2 separate regions of the Mus musculus genome follow, and region 2 is linked to region 1. A link is a contact called in public ChIA-PET data. All regions are on one chromosome and are shown on one strand. The core of a region is the stretch at or near the end of the contact, and the rest is flanking DNA. Distances in the headings are between cores, read along the strand shown.

What was found. ChIA-PET counts read pairs in DNA pulled down with a chosen protein or histone mark.
Region 2: an RNA polymerase II ChIA-PET map of memory CD8 T cells shows a contact between it and region 1, with 7 read pairs. The contact joins the promoter of Sp100 here to the promoter of Gpr55 in region 1. A contact is called at or near these places in 1 of 15 datasets of contacts at CTCF or cohesin (CD8 T cells) and 1 of 115 datasets of contacts at active chromatin or transcription factors (memory CD8 T cells).

Annotation. Positions count from the first base shown.
Region 1 is chr1:85,958,428-85,963,410 of GRCm38.p6, forward strand. It overlaps Gpr55 (G protein-coupled receptor 55), which reads right to left and starts at 2,628. Exons shown (of 2, transcript NM_001033290.2): 1 at 2,408-2,628. The region is part of intron 1 of Gm41905 (a long non-coding RNA gene); the gene reads left to right.
Region 2 is chr1:85,647,117-85,652,585 of GRCm38.p6, forward strand. Sp100 (nuclear antigen Sp100) reads left to right here and starts at 2,898. Exons shown (of 22, transcript NM_001372231.1): 1 at 2,898-3,011. The coding sequence starts at 2,986.

The sequences.
Region 1 (4,983 bases), core at 1,378-3,877:
GCCCTCATACGGCTCAGGCAATTAGGAAAGCCAGGCTGACTGCAGCACTTGAGCCAGGAGGAGCTAGGGGGCCCCTCCGAGAATCAAGGCAAGGCTATTTTTATAGATCATGCATGCTGTGACTTTCATGTGTCTACAGGAATAGAAACTCCCTAAGGTGGGTCTGAGTGATTCATCCTGGTACACGGGTGCTCCCTGAATACATATCGGCTTCTGTGTGAAGCAGGGGTCCTCCAGAGCTCAAGTTCCCAGTGTTCAATGTACAGATGGCAGATCTGTGACAGCCATTCCAAGCCCCCACTGTCTTTCATTCTGATCAACCCCAGGCTGTGGGATGGGTAACGCTACGTACATTCTCTTTACCGGGACAGAGAGACTAAGCTGTCCTAGGAGCCAAGACGAGTCCTGGAGCAGAACTTCCTTAAGTGAGATACCTTCATGTTCCTAGCCACACCCTAGCCAGAGCCTGGCTGTACACAGCAAAGCAGTGTCTAGACCAGGGCATAAGATCAGGGCAGCTGGAAGCTTGACAGGCAAGAGACACACAGGTGTCCCATACCCGCCATGTTACCCAGAGCATGGGGCTGGAAACCCAGCAAAGGGTCTACACCGTCCTGCTGCTACTCAAAGGGGGCTCACACACCTTTGGTCTTTGCTACTTTCTTTTTCTTTGTGCACGGGGGACAGGTTGGGGAGCAAGCTCTCAGGTACCCCAGGCTGCTCTCAGGTTCACCATACAGATGGGATTATGGGTGTGTACCGTCCTCCTTCATATATTGTTTCTCAAGAATATGCCTTGCTGTTGCTTGCTCTTTAAATGCTTAAAATGCTTGGTCATGAGTCAAAAACACACAGGAAGACATTTCGTAAAGCTATGTAAACAATCACTGTCCCACCTCCCCCAAGTGCTCTCTAAAACCTGGAAAGATAGAATATCTATCTCTGTAGCAGGCAGGCAAAGACCTGCCCATGGTTCAGAGCCCTCTCTCTCTAGCTCCCTTTGAAACCAGAAAAAGCATAAATAAAAAAGTTTCTTGGGAGTTTCCTAAGCCTGGGATCACTGCCTTGATCCGTCCTACCCTCTCTTCCTTAAGAGCAAGCTAGAAGCTTTGACAGCTGGGCTGGCTCCCTGCCTCCTTTCAAAGGGGTTCTAAAGAGATGATACTGGAGCACATACCTCCAACTTCATCAAGTGCACCAGGCATCAAGAGAGCTCCAGGAAGCAGTTCCTTCTCGGGCGCAAAGCAAGCTCTTCTGACTGCTTACCTAAGAGTTTCTCCACTACCACATCCTCTCCTGACACTACTCCATTCACCCCTTCAGCCATCAAGGCCCAGCACCTATTCAGAGGGATAGACTTGCCCCAGCAGGGGTTTCACCTAAGGGGTAAGGATTAACCTAAGGGGTGTAGGCTTAGAGGCTAACCCTAAGCGGGGCCAGGCAGGGAGGCAGGGAGCAGAGAGAGGCCAGAGGTACAAAGAATAGCTTAAGAGGTCTTCTCACACACAAGGGTTGCTTGACATTCAGAAAGACCAAACATAGAGGTGTCTCTGGGGACAGGAGTGGGGACTGTCTCTGAAGACAGGGGTGGGTTGCCTCTGTGTAGCTGAAGTCTAAGGATTGCAAGCAACAAGAGCAGAGGCTCAAAGCCAGTCAGCCAGGAGTAGGAGCTGCTCAAAGGTCACCTTGAACAAACACACTGAACAGGAACATCATATTGGAAGCTGACCAATAAAAAGGAAACCTTGGATGTTCCTTTACCTCATCTCTAAACCCAGATCAACTCAGTGGATGGGGCAGCGTGGGGGCTGGATACAGGGGCAGAAGGAAGGTCGGAGAAAGAGAAACAGCCATGCTGAGAAGGAATTGGGACAGGAAGTGGGAATGGGGTGACTGAGAGAAAGTCATAGGGTCACCAGTGGCACCCTGATTCCTAAGAAAGCCCAGCAAACAGAGAGAGTGGCCCCACCCCTTTGACAAGTCTCTGTAATTCCTCCTAGTCAACTTCCTCATCGATAACCTGGGGTCAGAAGTTCATTTGATCAATAAGTGCTTGCTGGTTCCCTGTTCTGCAGCTTGTCTACTGTCTGTCCAAGACGGACAGTAGAAACTTTCTCAAAACCAGATGGAGTGAGAGGACAGATAAACAACACCCAGCAACTCAGCTAAAGATTCAGACTCTTCCTCCCCATGGATATATGTCAGTCTGCCATTGTCTCCTTTAGAGCTTGTGTCTGAGGGAGGGAAAAGGCTGGGATTGATAACAGCATCATCCTGAGTAGCAGGGTACCTGCCCTAGGAGGGAGCTCAGCAGCAAAGGGAAGGCAGGATAAACTAGGGAAGGAGAAGCAAGGGGAGAAGGTGGGGGAAGGACCCTTTACATCCACACAGTAGCTACACGTCTCACCTCTGCTCCAAATCCCAGATTTGGTCACACTTCTGTCCCCAAGCCCAGATGGTTCCCATGAGTGGTCAGACAGCTTAGGAGTACCAATGAGTCCCAGCCTTGAAGTCTCCAAGAGAAGTCCCCTTTCCTGCCCTCTAGGTGGACCACATTCTCCACCAACGGAGACTGAAGATGCCTGGCCACCTTGAGAGCAGTCACATGAGCGGCTTACAGAGAGCAAAGTGTTGGATAGTTCATGTCAAGGCAGGGACAGCAGCCGCTTAGAATGCCCCGCCTCTCCTCTCCCTTCCTGGAAAGTTGACTGAGAGCTCAAAGAAGGAGGAAGTTCTAGACATCTGTGTGAGACCTGCCTGCTCTTGTGTCACTGTGGTGGCCTCCTGCATTCAGGCTCCTGCATTAACACCACTGGCTTCATCTTCTTCGGTTTCTACTGGAGCTGAGGGAGGTCTGACTTGAAGTGGAAGAGAAGAATCCTGGACTGAACCAGTGACTCCGCCTCTGTCTAAATCCAGCACATTTTCTCATCTCTGATGCCATCCCTGATCCCCTTAACATTGCCCAAAGACACAGCCACCAACTCATTTTTAAAGGAAATTTAATTGTAGTTTTTCTTTCATCTATCTATCTATCTATCTATCTATCTATCTATCTATCTATCTATCATCTATCTATCTATCTATCTATCTATCTATCTATCTATCTATCTATCTATTTTTAATACAGAGTCTCTGTATAGCCCTGGCTGACCTGGAACTGGCTCTTTAGACCAGCCTGACATTGAACTCACAGAGATCTATCTGTCTCAGCTTCCCAAGGGCTGGGATTAAGGGCATGTGTCACCATGCCCAGCTAGCCTAGTCATTCTTGTTTATTTCTTATGGACATGGAGGATGGGGAGGCTAGTGAGCCCCTTCAAAAGATAGATTTCTCTTTATGTTTCTGGTGCCTAGAGCAGACCTTGTCCTCTTTCCACACGCTCTTCAGAGCCATGCTCCTCCATGCTTCAGTGCTAAGTTTCTATCTTTGGTCACTGTGAGCCTTCTCCCTCCATCCCTTCCTACCCCTCCTCTATGCATGGACATTTTTCCCTTGGCTCTGTTGCATGGTAATCACTGATTCTGCTACAATATCTTATATTTTTGCTCTCACAAAGGTTTTATTTCCTGGGCTTTTTAACAATGAGAATATCTTCAGTCTTAGTTAGCTTTACTGTAAGCAAATACCAAGAAGCATCTTTGGTGAAAAGAAGATTGACTTGGGCTCACCCTCAGATGGCCCAGTCCAAAAGCACTTGTCTCTATGTTTCTGGACCATGAGACAGAATAAATATCATGACAGTGGGACTGCCTGGCATAAGCTTTTCACCTCACCGTGGACAGAAGGCAGAGAGAGGAAGTGACCCAGGCTGCCATACAACCTTCAAAGGCACGTCATCACAGGACGCCACTTCCTCTACCTAAGCTCCACATCCAAAAATAGTGCCACCATCTGGGGACCAAGTGTCCCCCCACACAATGCTAGCAAACCCTCCAAGGATATAGGAACTCAATTATTCACTTCCTTCTTGGCTATCTTTAACACAATCTTGGCTTTTTTAAATCTTGAGGTGGAGAGTAGAAATTCTTCTCCAATACCAAGAACTGGACGGCCAGGGTTATGGGGAAGGTTCTCTGCCTCTAATGTGGGTTCAGTATGCTAGTACTTGCTTCCCATCCCAGATGTGCCCACTTCTGCTCTCTCTGATGTCATCAAGTATCTTCCCAATCACACACTACTCTAATTATTTAATCTTCATCTTTAATCTTAGCATTACTAAGTTACCTTGACTGCTTAAGGAGATGTCATTGAGGGTGACATTTCCCCCACCACTTTATATGTCCTAGGGATTAGCCAATAGGCTGTGACTTTGGGGGGTGTGGAAGTCAGTTAATTCTCCACACCATCTAGGACAGGAACACTTACAAGTGGCTTCATTTATAGTGAAGGAACCTGAGGCAGAGAGCTCAGGTGACAAGATCCTTAGATGTGCATCATCCATGCAAGAGATGCAGGGCTGGGGTTTGGATCATCTCAGGTAATGGTGCCTGAGAGTCCAGATCTGTATCTGTCAGCAACAGCCTGTACTGAATCCTTCCCAAGCCCCAGGAGGCAGGGCTGATGAGCAACCCCGTGGGTTTCACAATTCACACTCTGAAGTTCAGTTGCCTACAATGGCCCCTTAAGAAACCAAGCACTCTGCTAGGTTGTAAGATGAAGGAAATGGAGTTACTGCAACAAAGAGGTGTGTGTGTGTGTGTGTGTGTGTGTGAGAGAGAGAGAGAGAGAGAGAGAGAGAGAGAGAGAGAGAGAGTATGTGCTTATATGCATCTGTGTTCAATGCAGCACTAGTCACAATGTAGACATGGAGTCCACCTAGGTGTCCATCAACAGATAAGTAGATAAGAAAATACAGCTCAAACAGGAAATGGAAAACTACTGACCTTTAACAAAGGGCAGAATCCTGCCAAGTGTGGTGGTACAAGCCTGGAATCCTAGCACTCGGGAAGTAGAAGGAAAAAGAATAAGTGGTCAAAGTC
Region 2 (5,469 bases), core at 1,648-4,147, 310 kb before region 1:
AAACAAAAACCAGATCTGATGCTATCCCTCCACCCCCTTCAGCAAAGAAAAGGGATTTTGAGGCTTCTTAGAACATCGCCTACATCATTCCTGTCAATAAGGCTGCTACTAACTCCAGCAGAATGTGTAGAACAGCCGTGTGTTTGCCACAGGTGTGTAGCTCATTCCTGTGAGCAGGAAAGCACAGGAGTGTGTGGTTTTGAGCTGTGTCTCTCTTTTAAAAGGCGTTCTTCATGGCTGTGCTGATCAGTAAGGGCCATGCCACCCTCTGAGTGGGTAGAAAGCTCAGGGGGCTTTGTCTGGATCCTCTCGTGCCTCCAGAGTCAAGCTGGCTATGGAAGGGACCAAAACTCCTTTGCTGCTATTTGGTGAGAAATAAAGAAGCTTGTCTTAACTGTTGGTGAAGAAGCTCCTGCCTACAAACTGTTACTCAGGCAGTGACTTTGGAAGCAAAAACCCCAAACAACCTGAGGTTTCTACAAAAGGAAGAACTCAGACAGGATTTGGGAGAGATGTCAAAAGTTGGGAGGCAGCTAGCCCAGAATTAACTTCCTGCTTCCCTTTGTTTGAACTTGGGAGCAAACACCGCCCTGATTAGGGCAGGAAAAAAACAAAACAAAACCTTTGGCAGGAGGCTTTGTGGTGAGTATAGTTATGAAAAAACAAAAAAACAAAACACAAAACAACCAGGGTCTGGAGAGTGAAGAGCAGATCTCCAAAAAATGAAAGTCCAGGGCTTGTCTAATGCCCTCTGAACTGAAAGCTGAGCGTTGCCTTTCATAAACAGATTGCTTGCAATCTGAGCCATTACAATCATGTGTCCCCTCTGCTGCAACAAAAGCCTAAATTCTGGCCTAAGCAAGAGTTGGTCGGTAGCTGCCACTCCTATCACTCTTGTACAAGAATGGGCTCTCAGAACCTAAGAATACTTTTACTTTGCCAAGTGCCTTCCAAACCATGTGTCCCATGATGTTTCTGTAAGTATCTTCAGTCTTTCATCTGACATGCAACCTCTTCCAGGATGGCCTGAAAACTGAAGTTTCCCCTCCTGAAACCTTTATTCTACCTTGTTTTGAAGCCATGTTGTGTGGTTTTCCAAAGCATGACAGCCAAAGTTATGCTTTAAATTTAATTACTGTGTCAAAGAGATCTGTGAAACAAGAATGCCTCTGTGAAACAAGACACATGTTTTCACTTCCCTACACAGATTTGTTTGCCCCAACTACATAGGATGTGCTTGGTCACATGTAGGCAGGAGGTACGTATGTGGGAAACATGTCAACATGTATGCTTGCCTGATTGGATGCAGGCAGGAATTATATCAGGAAGCATAATTCCCCCTGATTGGACACAAAGGGAAATATGGTGGCCTTATGGGGCTACTCATTTAAGCTTCTGTGAAATTTGCCATTCTTTTGTGCATCCAGGAATAGACCTGGCCAGAGTTCATCCTGACAGTATCAAAGCTTGCTTCCAATTTGATTCAAAGTTATGATAGCCATCTTATTCTCACCCAGGTAGAGTAACACAAGGCCAGAATGTTCTAGATTTCTGTATGAACAATTCTGCCAATATTATAGCTGGAAACTGAGATGCGGGGTATTCAGGGAAGGGGGGACCCTTTAATAGCATTCTTCCAGAGCTGCTTTGGGGTAAGTAGGTGTAGCAATGTTCTGTTCCCTGTGCACCTCATCTCCCAAGAGTTACACTTTACTGTGGAGCTGGGCTTTCAGGTCTCAGGAGTTCCAGTCAGACACTGGATAGTATAGTGATAGTTCAGCTCTCCCTGTGTGCACTCCTCTGGGTCTCCAAGAAGGAACTGAACCAGCAACATATAGACATTGGATTCCCATGCACACATTAGCTTTGAGGTGCTTCTGCAAAGTCTTGTTACTTAGAGTCCTGTAAAATCATCCCAAAGTTTCTTATTCTAGATCGAAGTAGAAATGGAGACATGGCTAAAATGTGGGGCACTAAAAGACCCCAAAGGCTAACCTCAGGCATGGCCTCACATTACTCTTGTGAGTCATACCCACCCCAGCTTCATACCAGCCTATCCCTGTGTATGTGAACTAAAGGATGAGAAAGAGGCAAGCAGACTCTCTGCTGGGAGACCTGTCAGGGTAGAGGCTCACCTCAGGTCCCCAAGTCCCTCAGAGAAAGTGCTCCCAGAAGGAGGAACAGAGAGAACTTGATATATCCTAATGATCCATGAGGGGCCTCCTAGAAAGACTCACTGGAGGTGACAGCTCATCACTACTTATCATATCTGCACCTCAGAAGGGAGGACCACATCTTTGTCTTCATGCCCTGGTGGCCACTGCTGCAGCTTCCTCCTGCCTTTGACTTCTAGGCTGGGATGACAAGTCTTCAGAGACCCAAGTCTTGCTCTGACCCAATGTCTATGGAGTTGGGGGATGTCCTCAATCCTGGGTCTGAGAAATCTTGTCCTGGCCACATTCCTGGGTCTCCTGCTGGCCTGAGAGATACCTTGCAAGTGTTTGACCTTCCTTCCCTGCTGTCTCCTTACCCAAGTCACTTCAGCCAGGGACATGGCAACCAACCCTGGGGGGATCCCTGCTCCCCTCCTAGACACAGGAGCAAGAGAGTACAGTTTGAGTTTCTGTGGAGGGGTTTTAATTGTTTTGTTTTGTTTGTTTGTCCCATCTTTCCATAAAGAAGGCACTCTCAGGAACTGGCTCAGCTTGTCCTGGTGTACCCTTCTGCAATCCTCTAGGTCCCCTTTCTCCTCCCTGCTACAACATTCCAAAAATGATGGATGGGACAGGATCTCACAGCAGCACCCTTGAGATTAGAGAATTACTTTCGTTTTTCTTTTCCCCATCAGGGCGGAGCCCTCTCTGGTTTCTTAGTGCTTGGGCTCACTTCCTGCTCTCAGATGTGGCCCAAGGCAAACACACAGAAGCCTGTGCAGATACCAAGGGATCAGAGCTCACTGTCCCAGGCCCCAGGCAGCTGTGGAAGATGGAAGGGAGCGACGGCAGCCCCAGGTGAGTCTTTTTCCCTCTGTAACCTTTTCCTCTGACAACACGGTTGATTTTATGTCTTGAATTAGTGACCCAAGCTTCAGTCAGTTCAAACCGCCTGACATGAAGTAGCTTTGGCCTATAATGAGAGGGGATAGATTTGGGGGTGATGAGGTGAAGAGACAGAGAGAGAGAGAGAGAGAGAGAGAGAGAGAGAGAGAGAGAGAGAGAAAGAGAGAGAGGGAGAGACAGACAGACACAGAGAGAGAAAGAGAGAGAACATCAGCATACCTGAACACTTGAGTTTGATATCCGCTGCCGAGAGAGACAAGCTTGCCAGATTGTACACAAGTCATAACTGTCTTTATGACCACTGCTCAGCTGTCAGAGGGAGACTTTGGCCACAGCTGACAGGGACTCCTGTGGCATGGTTCTGTTATTATCTTGTGACCCAAGCGGTCTCAGTCCCTCTGCCTCTCTCTGCATTAGAGCAGGACTCCTGCAGGAAAGTCACCTCAGGGAAGAAGTCCAAATAGCAGACGATGCTGGGTAAACAGTTGGCACCCGCTGCCCTGTTTCTCCTACCTGTCTGGCAGGACTTGTCACCAAGAAAGCTGTGCCCAGGCTCACTCCTGGTTTAAGCTCTCACTGTCAGACCTCGATCCAAGGAAGACAAAAGACAAGAAAGGGCCTTGATTGCAAAGGTCAGGGCAAGCCACATATTTCTATTTCCCTTTAGTTTTCTGTTCTAGGTGGATGTTAGCTCTGGCAGGAAACAGTAGAATTCTGTTTGCTCCAGTAACTCAGATGCGCTACTATGCATAAATAATGTTGGGCAGTGTTTTTGTTAGTACGAAGGACGTAATACATTTTTTTTTTCAGTACTGCAGATGAACCTCGGACTTTGAATATGCCTGATTATATATCTCTATTTATTTTTTAGAACTTTGACTCAAGGTTTTGCTAAGTTACTCACACCAGTGTGGAACTCATTGTATAGGTTAGGCTGACCTTGAACTTGTGAGCCTCTGAGTGACTGAGGTTACAGGCCTAGACCACCAGGACCATTTCATAATAAAATGTGGTTTATAAGCTTTCAAACTTGTGGAAATATAGAAAGGATAAGACCCCTCAGCTGCCCCCATATACTTAGCCCACTCCTTGGGCTCAATCTTCCTTATATTATTTATTTTTTATTTTAAGGCACGGTCTCTTGATCTTTTTTATTATGTTGTCCAGGCTGACCTGAAACTTGCTATGTAAACCTGCCTGGACTTGGACTTACAATAGAGATCCATCTGCCTCTGCCTCCCAAGTACAGGGATTAAAGGTGTACAATACCATACCTGGGTCTTTCTTATTGTCTACAAAATATTTATTGGGTCTCGCGCGTGCGTGCATGCGTGCGTGCGTGTGTGTGTGTGTGTGTGTGTGTGTGTGTGTGTGTGTGTAAGAGAGAGAGAGAAAAGAGTGTGTACACTATTAGGGAATGTGCCTTTGGAGGACAGAAGAGGATGTCAGGTCCCCTGTAGTTGGAGTTATAGATGGCTATGAGCTGACAGACTGGGAGCTGAACTCCAGTCCTTTTGAAGAACAATCTTTGCTCTTAACTGCTGACCTATCTCTCCAGCCCCTTTATCTTTCCAAATGCATTTCATGTATAATTTGTTTTCGTTAATGCATATTTTCATTTTGTAATGGTGTGAGGTGTTTTCAGCCTTAGCCTGTTTTAAAGAGTAGAAGCCTTGGCGAGGTCCTCCGTGTAATGAGGGTACACTTACTTTACTCTTTTTCACAGCTCCCTGCCATTCAGAGCACTTGTATATGAACCAAGAAACGTATCATTCAATGTCATGCTTATTTATGTGTGCACACGTGCAGCAGCTTTGCGTGTGTCATGGAGTCAGGGGGCAAAATAGAGGAGGTGGTACCTCCCTTCTTCCGTGTGGCTTCTGGGATCCGAGCCAAGTCATCAGGCTGGGTTGCTGGCTCCTTTTCCACTGCGCCAGCTTGCCAGTCCTTTCCACGAGTTTTAAACCAGTTTAAACCAGTCTCCTTTTGATGAACTTTCGCTCACTACCATAGTTGACTGTCACCCACAAGCTGTGGGAACGTTGGCCGTATAATGCATTATGCTTATTGACTAGTATTTTGTCTTGAATCAAAGATATAATCAGGGGACTACCGAGACAAAGGGCGTTACTTGCTTTATAGACGTTGCCAAATGGCTGCTGAGGAGGCAAAGTCTATGCATTTCCCTGCCAGTAGCTACTGAGGTGAGGCGTCTTCCTCTCTCAGCCCAAGTACACAAAGGCAATAGAGATGTGTGCTGTTTTGCAGTCTCTCTATTAAGCAGGAAATGGGTTGCGTTTCTTATGCACTGGCCCTTCAGCTCCCTCTCCAGCACTGGTCTGTTTTCAATATCTTTAGTCAGGTGTTCATTTATTTTTTAACAGATTTAATTCATTTATTTTTCTTGTAT